Linked DNA regions of Anser cygnoides: region 2 is linked to region 1. The links are chromatin contacts, called in public Hi-C maps. All regions are on one chromosome and are shown on one strand. Each heading gives the region's core, a stretch centred on a gene start, on an enhancer-like site or on the middle of the called end of the contact. The rest is flanking DNA. Distances are from core to core; before and after follow the strand shown. Region 1 holds the start of PLA1A (phospholipase A1 member A). Region 2 holds the start of GSK3B (glycogen synthase kinase 3 beta).

Evidence for each region. A called contact is a pair of places that touch in the nucleus more often than the background predicts.
Region 2: a contact with region 1 is called in a Hi-C map of liver, with 6 times the contacts expected there. The contact joins the promoter of GSK3B here to the promoter of PLA1A in region 1. A contact is called at or near these places in 2 of 7 Hi-C or Micro-C datasets (both in liver).

What each region holds. Positions count from the first base shown.
Region 1 is chr1:99,620,777-99,625,830 of Taihu_goose_T2T_genome, reverse strand. PLA1A (phospholipase A1 member A) reads right to left here and starts at 1,422. Exons shown (of 11, transcript XM_013183357.3): 1 at 1,123-1,422. The coding sequence starts at 1,201.
Region 2 is chr1:99,865,917-99,870,913 of Taihu_goose_T2T_genome, reverse strand. GSK3B (glycogen synthase kinase 3 beta) reads left to right here and starts at 3,493. Exons shown (of 12, transcript XM_067004041.1): 1 at 3,493-4,649. The coding sequence starts at 4,562.

The DNA.
Region 1 (5,054 bases), core at 173-2,672:
AAAAAAAAAAACCACAAGACAAAATAACAACACCTCAAACCAGTAGATAGTACAAAATTGGGCAAATTTTGACTATAAATGAAGCAAGGAGATGCAGAGCAGTATGTATGGCTAGGCAGCAGCACAAGTTACCCACAGAAGAGCTGGACTGCCTATCATTTGGCATTTCAGAGGACCGGCTGCTATTCTGTAGAGGTTGTAGAATGCAAGATATTGGAATGACTGAAGGGCTAACGGGATGAAACTTATTAAACCATGATGAGCAGGAAGGCAAACAATTGATTAAATGATCTCTTCTGATCTAAAAATGTTTACTCTATGAACTGGCATAGTTGCTTTGTGCTGAAATGACAACGCATGCCCCTTCCCTTTTCTGGACTGGAGGAAGTGGAACAGCCTTGAATTTGTACGTAATAAATAAATAAATAAATAAATAAATAAAAACCCAAACAATCAGCTTCCTAACCACTGCCTGTTCCCACAGAAGATATTCTACAGCAGCTAGGTGGAACATGGCCTAAGGCTCAGTGCAAAGAAACGAAATTCAACACTCAAAATTCCCCCCTGTGGGATGTGTCTGTCCCCTACTGCTGTCTGTTTCGGTGTTCCTGGGGACTGAAGGGAAAAGAGAAAGAGTTGTTCTCTGAAATCAGTTTAGAAATACTGCTGCTCATGAGCCAGCTTCTCTAGAAAGGGTGCACTCAGTGAAAGTGTGGTGCGTGTCCAGAATGGCGTCAGACGAGGGGGAATTGTGAGTAAAGAGAATCACAACTAAACAGAGAAATGGACATGCGGCGTCTGTTTATTTTGTTTCAGCTACTGCATATTCCGCTTGCTCAGCTTGCAAAGAAGGAGGTGCCATGTCCAGAGGTCAAGTGGTCTGTTTTGCACCTCCTTACGTTTCAGAGTAATTGTGGATCATTCTTTTAAATTAAGTTAGTGGAGTGAAATCAGTGAGATAGCTTCAATCAAAGCATGGGAAAAGAAAGGACCCATTCTTGTGGTATCTAACTAGATTATAGGAAGGACCTCTTGAAACACTGTTTTTTTTAGGTAGAATTGAAATCAGGCCCTTCTATGTAAAGCCTTAAATCCCTTGCTAAGCACTCATGTCTTTCTTACCTGCTTGTGCTGAACTAAGCAGCAAGATGACAGCAAGAACGAAGAGGGGTTTTCTCTTCAGATCCTCAACCATCTTCATGTTAGTCCACTACAGGTACAAGGGTTGTACACAGAAAAAGAGACGTGGTGGGCTGGTCAATCAGCTTGCGTCTGTCAATGATCAACTAGGCTGTTTCTTTTGGGAAAAAAGGGGTAGGTGCAATCACCTCTGCTCTTGTTTGACCATTAGACAAAGTCTGTGTCAGCAGAGGGCTTCACTGATATTTTGGTTTAAAAAGACGCTGACACCCCTTTCCTTCCTACTTCCCTTTCCTGAAGGCAAAATTATTGCCTCAGAAATCGGCTAGTGAAACTAGTTGCAGCAACCGACAGACAGAGCTTTATGCTTGTCACCTAGCCCTGTCTCCTAGGCTCTCAGTGGGGACACCGATTAGTCACAAGGCTTCAGAATATGCCAGTGCCAGGAAGGCTTGTAGCAGAGCCTTGCATCTGAATATTTTCCTATTGCATTGATGTCTCTTTCCAGTTGTCCTGGTTTTGGGTAGGATAGAGTTGATTTTCCTCCTAGGAGCTGGTCTGGTGCTGTGTTTTGGATTGAGGATGAGAATAATGTTGATAACACACTGATGGTTTAATTGCTGCAGAGCAGTGCTTACACTAAGCCACAGACTTTTCAGCTTCTCACACCACCCTGCTAGTGAGAAGGCTGGGGGTGCAGCAGGAGCCGGGAGGGGACGGAACCAGGACAGCTGACCCCAGCTGGCCAAAGAGATATTCCATAATGTATTATGCCATGGTGAGCAATTAATACGGGGTGGCTGGCCTTGGGGCGGGCCTGGCGGCTGCCCCAGCCTCTCCTCCAGCACAGAGGAAGCAACAGAGGGAACAGGCATCAGAGCTGGTGCAGCCCTGCATGGGGACAGCGGACAGAAGGGCCTAAAGCTCCTGGATGTTGAAGTTAAACCCCAGCAGGCAGCTGAGCACTACACAGCTGCTCACTCACTCACCCCAGGTGGGATGGGGGACAGAATCAGAGAGGTAAAAACGTAAGAATTTATGGACTAAGATAAAGACATTTTATTAGGTAAAGGAAAAGCCATTCATGGAAGCAAAGTAAAACAAGGAATTCATTCAGTGCTTCCCATGGGCAGGCAGGTGGTCAGCCACTTCCAGGAAAGCAGGGCTCATCATGTGTAATGGTTTCTTGGGAAGACAAACATCAACACTCAGTGCTTCCCCCCCCCCCAGTTCCTCCTTCTTTACCCCAGCTTTTATTGTTGAGCATGATGACGTATGGTATGGAATATCTCTTTGGTCAGTCTGGGTTGGCTGTCCTGGCTGCGTCCCCTCCCAGCTTCTTAGGCACCCCAGCCTCCTCGCTGGCAAGGCAGCATGAGAAGTAGAAAAGTCCTTTGCTCTGTGTAAGCACTGCTCTGCAAAAACTAAAAACTTTGCGATAACAAACCAATGAAGTGCCTGTACACCAATGCACGTAGCATGGGGAATAAGCAGGAGGAGTTAGAAATTCGTGTTCAGTCAGGAGACTATGATCTAGTGGCAATTACAGAGACATGGTGGGACAGCTCACATGACTGGAATGTGGTCATGGATGGGTATGTCCTGCTCAGGAAAGACAGGCCAGCAAGGTGAGGTGGCAGAGTTGTTCTTTACGTGAAACAGCATCTACATTGTTTTGAGTATTGTCCAGGGGTGGATGAGGAGCGAGTTGAGAGTCTGTGGGTGAGGATTTAGGGGCAGGCTGGCATGGGGCATACTGTTGTGGGTGTCTATTACAGGCCACCAGATCAGGATGAGGAAGCTGATGAGGCCTTCTACAGGCAGCTGATAGCAGCCTCGTGAACACAGGCCCTGGTTATTGTGGGGGATTTTAACTACCTTGACATTTGCTGGAAGGCCTACTCAGCCAGCCATCCGCAGTCCAGGAGGTTCCTTCAGTGTATCGATGATAACTTCCTGGTGCAAATGGTGGACGTGCCAACTAGGAGAGGAGTCCTCACTAAAAAGGAGGGGCTGTTTGAAGTGGTGAGGGCTGAGGGCAGCCTTGGTTGCAGCAACCCTGAGATGGTGGAGTTTAGGATCTCATGTGGCAGGAACAGAGTACCGAGCAGAATTGCAACCCTGGACTTCAACAGAGCCAACTTTGGCCTTTTCAAGCATTTACCAGGGGAAATCCCATGGGACAAGGTACTTGAAGGAAAAGGGGACCAAGATAGCTGGTTAGCATTCAAGGACTGCTTCTTCCGAGCTCAAGAACAGAGCGTACCAACAGGTAGGAACAGGAACACATTTGTCAGGTGCCCACTGCACTGGCCAGGGTGGGGGGAACGGCTGCGGGGCTGGGCTGGGCATCGCTCAGAAGGTGCTGTGCAATGGCATCACTTGTTCCGCACACATCGTTATTATTAGTATCATTCTTATTCTTATCCTTCCTTTTCTGTCCTAATAAACTGTTTTTATCTCAACCCACAAGCTTTTACTTTTTTTTTTTTAATTATTTTTTCCAATTCCCTCCCCCATCCCACTGCAGGAGGGAGGGTGAGCGAATGGCTGTGCGGTGCTTTGCTGATGGCTGGGTTAAATTCCAGTAACAGCTGAAGAAGGTGAAATAATGGTTTGCTTCTGAAAAGTGTAGGGAAAGACAGGCTGAAATGTAACCAATGGTCATCCCACTGTGGCAGGCTCAGACTATACATTTCTTAGAGCAGGGACAATTTCCTCTTCTCCTTTAGGGACTGCATTTCAGATACTACAGGAAATAGATGGATAATCTCAGTTACACACCAGTATCATAAGCATGCAAATATTTCAAGCATATCTTTGAACAAAAGACTTTACTGCTTGGCTATAAAAAGATGGAGACATATACGCATACAACACAGTGTGGAACAGGGAGCCTGTCTCTCCATGTTGATGAGATGGCAGTTCCACCTTGCTGGCTGTGCTAGATGTTCAGGTGAGGGCACAGTGTTTCACAAGTCTCACTGGTGCAAGCTGGGCCTTCTTTCAGAACAGGCAGCTTTGCCCTTGTGTTAAATGGCAAGCAGCAGCAAGAGAAGGTTGTCAGGTTCCCTGTTCAGGCACTATTTATTCTACAGCTGCTTTATTTGAACTACAAAATGAAGAAATTGACTTGGTCTGACCAGAAAGATGAATCAAACACCTTTCCAACAGCATCAGGCATTCTTCTACAGTTAGTGGCAATAGAAGCCATTTCCTTACCCCAGTTTGCTCCATCCAAGGGCAGTGGGGAAGAGCAGGTGTTTTAGGCATAAGATCTGTTTTTACTTCCAAGATACTCCTGAGGGAAATTTCTCCAGTTCTTGCAGGTAAGTTAGGCAGCCTCAGCTGCTTGGCCTTGAGGTCTGCTGAAGCTTTGACCCATCTGCGTCTTCCCGAGGTGCCTAACAGACACTATCTGACGCTGAAATGCTGGGCTCCATGATCATGCCGGCTTATTGTCAGAGAAGCAGGTTCTCAATGCTTCTTCAAATACACCACTGAATTAGTATCCATTGGTTGTCAGCCCAACCACATTTCTGAGATTTAGTGTTGAAACTCAAAGCCCACTCTTCGTCCTTCTGACCCTGGTGCAGTCAGGCAGATTCTCACGCTGTAAAACACAAGCTAACTTTAGACTGCAACGGGCCCACTCCTTTACTATTACACCCAGAAATTCTGCTGATCTGATTCATTTCTTAATGAAGAAAAAAAGAAATAAGCTTGTGAAATCATACCTGTAAGCAGTGCCGTTTCCATACAAGCTTCCAGAGCAACAGCATAAGAGTGAAATTGACACATTCCTTAGAGTAGAACCAAAATGAAGCACCTAAAGAAAATCTGTTAACACTTCTTCCTTTTTTTTTTTTTTAATTATTATTTTTTAATATAAAATCAGGCTAATAAGCTCTACT
Region 2 (4,997 bases), core at 2,244-4,743, 240 kb before region 1:
AAGATCTTAGATGTGACAGGGACGCTTTAATTTTGAATCACAGAAGATGTAAAACCGTCCTTTGCATCCAGATTTGGAACAATATTAATGCCCGAGATACTGGATCATTCTTGCCTGTGAAAACTGATCATTAAAGTGTCAATTCTATTTATATTTGCGGAGTCTAAAGGGAGGTCATTTCTTCAGCCAAGAGGCCAAAAATAAATACGAACTTTGCAATGTTGTCAAAAGAGAATTTTTCACTCTAAAAAAGCAACTAGCTCACTCATGATTTCCTCAAATGAGTTTAATTTGGTGCATTTTTGACATTGAGGATGAAAGCTTAACAGATGCCCTTCTTATATGCTAATGGGTTTTCTGACAGTGGCCCTAGCTAGGAAAATAATCTATGAAAAGACTAACAGAAATTGGAGGTGGTTAATAGCTTTCTGTCCCTTCAAACGAATAATAGCCCTCCTTTAAGTATACTTGTGTGGTTTTCTAGTAGCGGAGAAGACACTGTGATTGAAATGGACAGGTTTTGGAGAGTTCATTGGTTAATTATTACTTGGAAATACAGGCAGGATTGCCCGATGGGAAACAGAGCAGCTGGGAGATCTGTAGCGTTCATTCCCCAAGAGGATGGAGAGGACTGACATTTAGAAAAGCAGGAGTGCCAGTATCTGGGAGTTTTGGGGTTGATACAGATTGTTTGGGTACTGGCGAGGGAACTGGGGGGACAACAGCAAAAGGCTAAGCCTCACACAGGAGCATAAGCGTGAGGCTGTTCTCCTGAATTAGCCTTGTTCTCTGTATACAAATGAAGTTGGTTCTCCATTGGTATTATCAACTTGCAGACTCATCATAAAGGACATTTTTCAAGTGGATACCATCAGGATAAATTATGCATTGGTGTGATTTGTATTTACTGCTGTCACAAAGAGTTCCCCCTACCCATGCCAGGCCATCCACTTTGTCAAGTCACAATGCTCAACCATCTCTCTTAAGTTGGTGCCACCGTTTATGCAGCTTTTAGAAAAAAACTTCATCAGAAAATACGAAAATTTGATTTGTGCTGGCATCAAGTGCTCAAGGCCAAAAAAAAAAATGAATCCAATTTCAAGTGCAACTCTACAAGACGACTGGAATGTCTGGTGATGCATTTCAGGTAGAGGAAAGTTGTTTTAGCAAAAGAGGCAAAAATGTCCTTCTGGTGGTTGGCAGTTTATTGAGATTGTATCTCAGGGACGTTTGATAAAGCGGTGAATCAGAGCAAATCCAACATGACGAGTGCGGCGTGGTTACTGTCACTTCAGGCTGTTCAGCCCCTGCTAGGGTGCAGCACTCAGCTTCCAGTTTCCCAGCTGCACAGGCTGCACAATGAGTCAGACCTTAAACAATGCGAAGTCCTTTGTAGTAGGTAAAATCATTCATCATTTATCAGGCAGGGAAAAGGTTTCCAGAAGATCAAGCGCCCTGGGGCGAGTGCAGTGCCGAACAGGACCGTTTTGAGAGACTGAGTTGGTTTTCTGCTTTGGAACAAAGCTGTTGTACAGGGTAAATCTTAGCTGCCTTTGGCCAGATCTTTCATTGCTCACATAGCAGTGTTGCTTGGAATGGGACACAAGAAGAAAAAAAGGATAAACAGGCAATATTTTGATGCCTTGAAAAGAAAGCAGCAGCTCTTAGACTCTAGCGCTGGCAAAAAGTGCTGCTGCTAGTCCAAGTTACTTTGTTTGTGGTATAAACTACTCTGGCGAGAACATTTTTTTTTTCTTTAAATGGTATAAGCAAGCAGTACTCAACTTTTGCAGAGGGCTGCTGAGTAATGTTACCGAGGTCACGGCAGGGAGCAGTTCTCCAGCTCCTGCTCTGCCAGATGAGTTGTCCCCACGGATATTTAAGAACCCTGGAGAAGTACAGGCTCTTCCAGAAGTCACAAGAACGGTCTGGACGCTGGCCAGGGCCAAGCAAAATCCACTCATGGTGGCACCAAGACCTGGATACGAAGGCCGTTTTAGTGGCTCTAATATAAGCTGTGTTTCCTATAGTTTGCTAGCGAGAGCTGAACTGAGAGAACTTTGTGAGCCTTTGTCTGTTCCCCCTTCACTCAGGCTGGTTTCTGCAGTAGGTTTATCACCCTGTCCCCGTCCCCTCTGCTCCTCACGGTGATCGCCGGCACTACACAGCCGTGCTTTTTAAAAAGCCACCTCGCCACATCGCTATTTCATTTCCACAGCCACACCACTTTGTGCGACAGCAGCGATCCGTTTAAACCCTTTTATTTTACATTAACAGGAACGGAACCTTGCATTTTTAACAGGAATTATTAAACCTTTGTGCTTCCACGGGGTGCAGGCCTGCACACCCCTAGGGAAGCGGCCCCTGACGGCCACAAGGTCACTGAGGGGGGGACCCCACGGAACAGGCCAGGGGCAAAAAGGGGTACCGGGCCCTAACGGTTGCAACGGTTTTAACAGTTCTAACAGCTGTAACCGGCCAGGTAACAGTTTTAACTGTTGTAATGGGCCAAGTAACGGTTTTTGTAACCAGCCGGGCTGTAACGGCCAGCCGGGTAACAGTTTTAACGGTTGTAACGGACCAGGTAACGGTTTTAACGGCTGTAACCAGCTGGGTAACGGTTTTAACGGTTGTAACGGCTGTAACAGGCCGGGTAACGGTTTGAACGGTTGTAACGGCTGTAACGGGCCAGGTAACGGTTTTAACGGTTGCAACGGTTGTAACGGCTCCACCGGGGGCTGCCCCGCCCTGAGACGACAGACCGGGGGGGGTTTCTTCAAACGGGCCTTAACAGCCCCGGGGCCGTTTGGGGACCGCTCCGGGGGGAGCCGTGGCGGCCATGCCGGCTCCCGGGGGCTCCCGGCCCCGGCCAACCCCCCACCCCAGGGCCACGGCCCCGGCCCCAGGGCGGCACCGGGCCCGCCCCGCCGCACTGCGCATGCGCGCTCCCTGCCGGCCCCGCCCTGCGCAGCCGGTGAGGTCATAAAGGTGAGCGAGGCGGCGCGCGAGGCCCCACCGCGGCGAAGCGTGGCCCACAGGCCCCGCCCTCCGTCCCCCACCGCCCAATGGGAGCGGGCGCTGCCCGCCGGTGCGGCCCGGGGATTGGTCGGAGGCAGACAGCTGGCTGGCGTCTTCGGGCCGCCTCATCCCCCTGAGCCAATCGCAGCGCGCCGCCGCGGCAGCCAATCGCAGCCCGCGCCCGCTCTCCGCCTCGGGCTGCGGCTCGAAGCCGTCCCAGGGCCGTGTAACCGAGGCAGCGCGCCCTCTGATTGGCTGCGCCGCTTCGGCTCCCTTCGGCTCCTCCCGGAAGAGGCGGCCGCCTCCCATTGGCTGCCCGACCGCGCTGCTAGGGCGGCGGCGGCGCTTTGCCATTGGGCCCTCGCCTCGCTTCGGGGGGACTCGGCCGCGCCCGTCGGGGCCCCGCGATTGGCTACGAGCCGCCACAGCCGTCCCCGTAGCGGCCTGGGGATTGGCCCCGACGAGGCTCGGCTGTTTCCGTGAGGGGGGGGCCAGCGAGCGCGTCGGGCCCTTCGGCTGGCTATTCACAGACGGCGCCTACGGCCGTTGCGCAGCGTAGGGCGGCGACGGGCATAGGCGGCTGCGCGGCTTTAGCAGCGGGGACCGGGGGGGGGGGTGCTCGGAGAAGCAGCAGCAGCAGCGAGCACCAGCGCTCTGAGGAAGGAGCCGCCGCCATGGCCTGCCCCGCCGCCGCCGGCCGGCGCCCGCGCTGCAGCCTGCGCAGGCTGAGCCGCCGCCAGGCGCCCGTGCGGGGGCAATGAGGAGCCGCCCGGCCGCCGCCGCCGCCTCAGCGCCGCTGTGAGGGAGGGGAGCGCAGCGAGGGAGAGGCCCCGCCGCCGGCCGCATCACCGCTCCGCCCGCCGCGGATCCCTCCGCCGCCTTCGCCGGATTCCCTTCGCGAGCGGCCGCCTCACCTCCCGCCGGAGGATCCCTCCGCAGAAGGGGGGGGGGGAGGAGGGAGAAATAGTCCCGCTGCCCGCGCCGCCTCCCGCAGAGGGCAGGGGGGAAGGCGAGGAGAGGGGGAAGGAAGAGGAGGAAAAAAAAAAAATAATAAGAAAAGAGGAGAAAAAAAAAAAAAGGGAAGGGGGAAGAGGAGACGAGGCCGTCGGAGGAGGCCGTCCCGAGCCTCCGCCCCATGTGACTGGCGCTGAGGGTGGGGGCAGCGAGGCCTAGCGCAGCCCCGCGGCGGGCGGGGGCGGCTCCGGCAGCCAGGGCGCTGCGGGGAGGGGATGGCGCTGTGAGCGGGCCGGCGGGCGGACCGACCGACCGACAGACGGACGGACAGACCGACGGACGGACGGACGGACCGACCGACCGACAGCGGGGCCGCGAGGCCGGCAGCACCGCCAGGGGAAGGCCCCCCCCCCTCTCCCCCCCCCCCCCCCCCCCCCCTCCGGCGAGGGGCCGCGGTTGATGAGGCAGGGCTCGCCCCGAGCCGCCTGAGCGCCGGGAGAGGCCGAGGAGGAGGAGGAGGAGGAGGAGGAAGAGGAGCAGCAGCAGCAGCCGGGCAGAGGGCGGCGGGGCGCAGCCGCAGCGGGAGACCATGTCCGGGCGGCCCAGGACCACGTCCTTCGCGGAGAGCTGCAAGCCGGTGCAGCAGCCCTCGGCCTTCGGCAGCATGAAAGTCAGCCGTGAGTATCGGGGTGGGGGGGAGGAAGGCTCCGGCACCCCCCGGCCCTCCCCTGAAGCCCCTCAGCCTGCCCTGGGGGTGGGCGCCCGGCTCCCAAAAAAGCCGCCCTGCCCCTGGGCTCGGCCCCTCTGCCCGCTGGCAGCCCTTCCCTTTGTGAAGCGGGCTCCCAGGGCCGGGGTTTTGTGTGTGTGTGTCTGTGTGTGTGTGTGTGTATCCCCCCCCTCCCCTTTCTCCTTCCCCACCGCCCCCCGAAATGAATGACGGGCACGCAGGTACCCCCCTGCTCCCGATCTCCCGATGTGGGGTCTTTTTTTCCTTTTTTTTTTTTTTTTTTCCCCCCTCTCCCAAC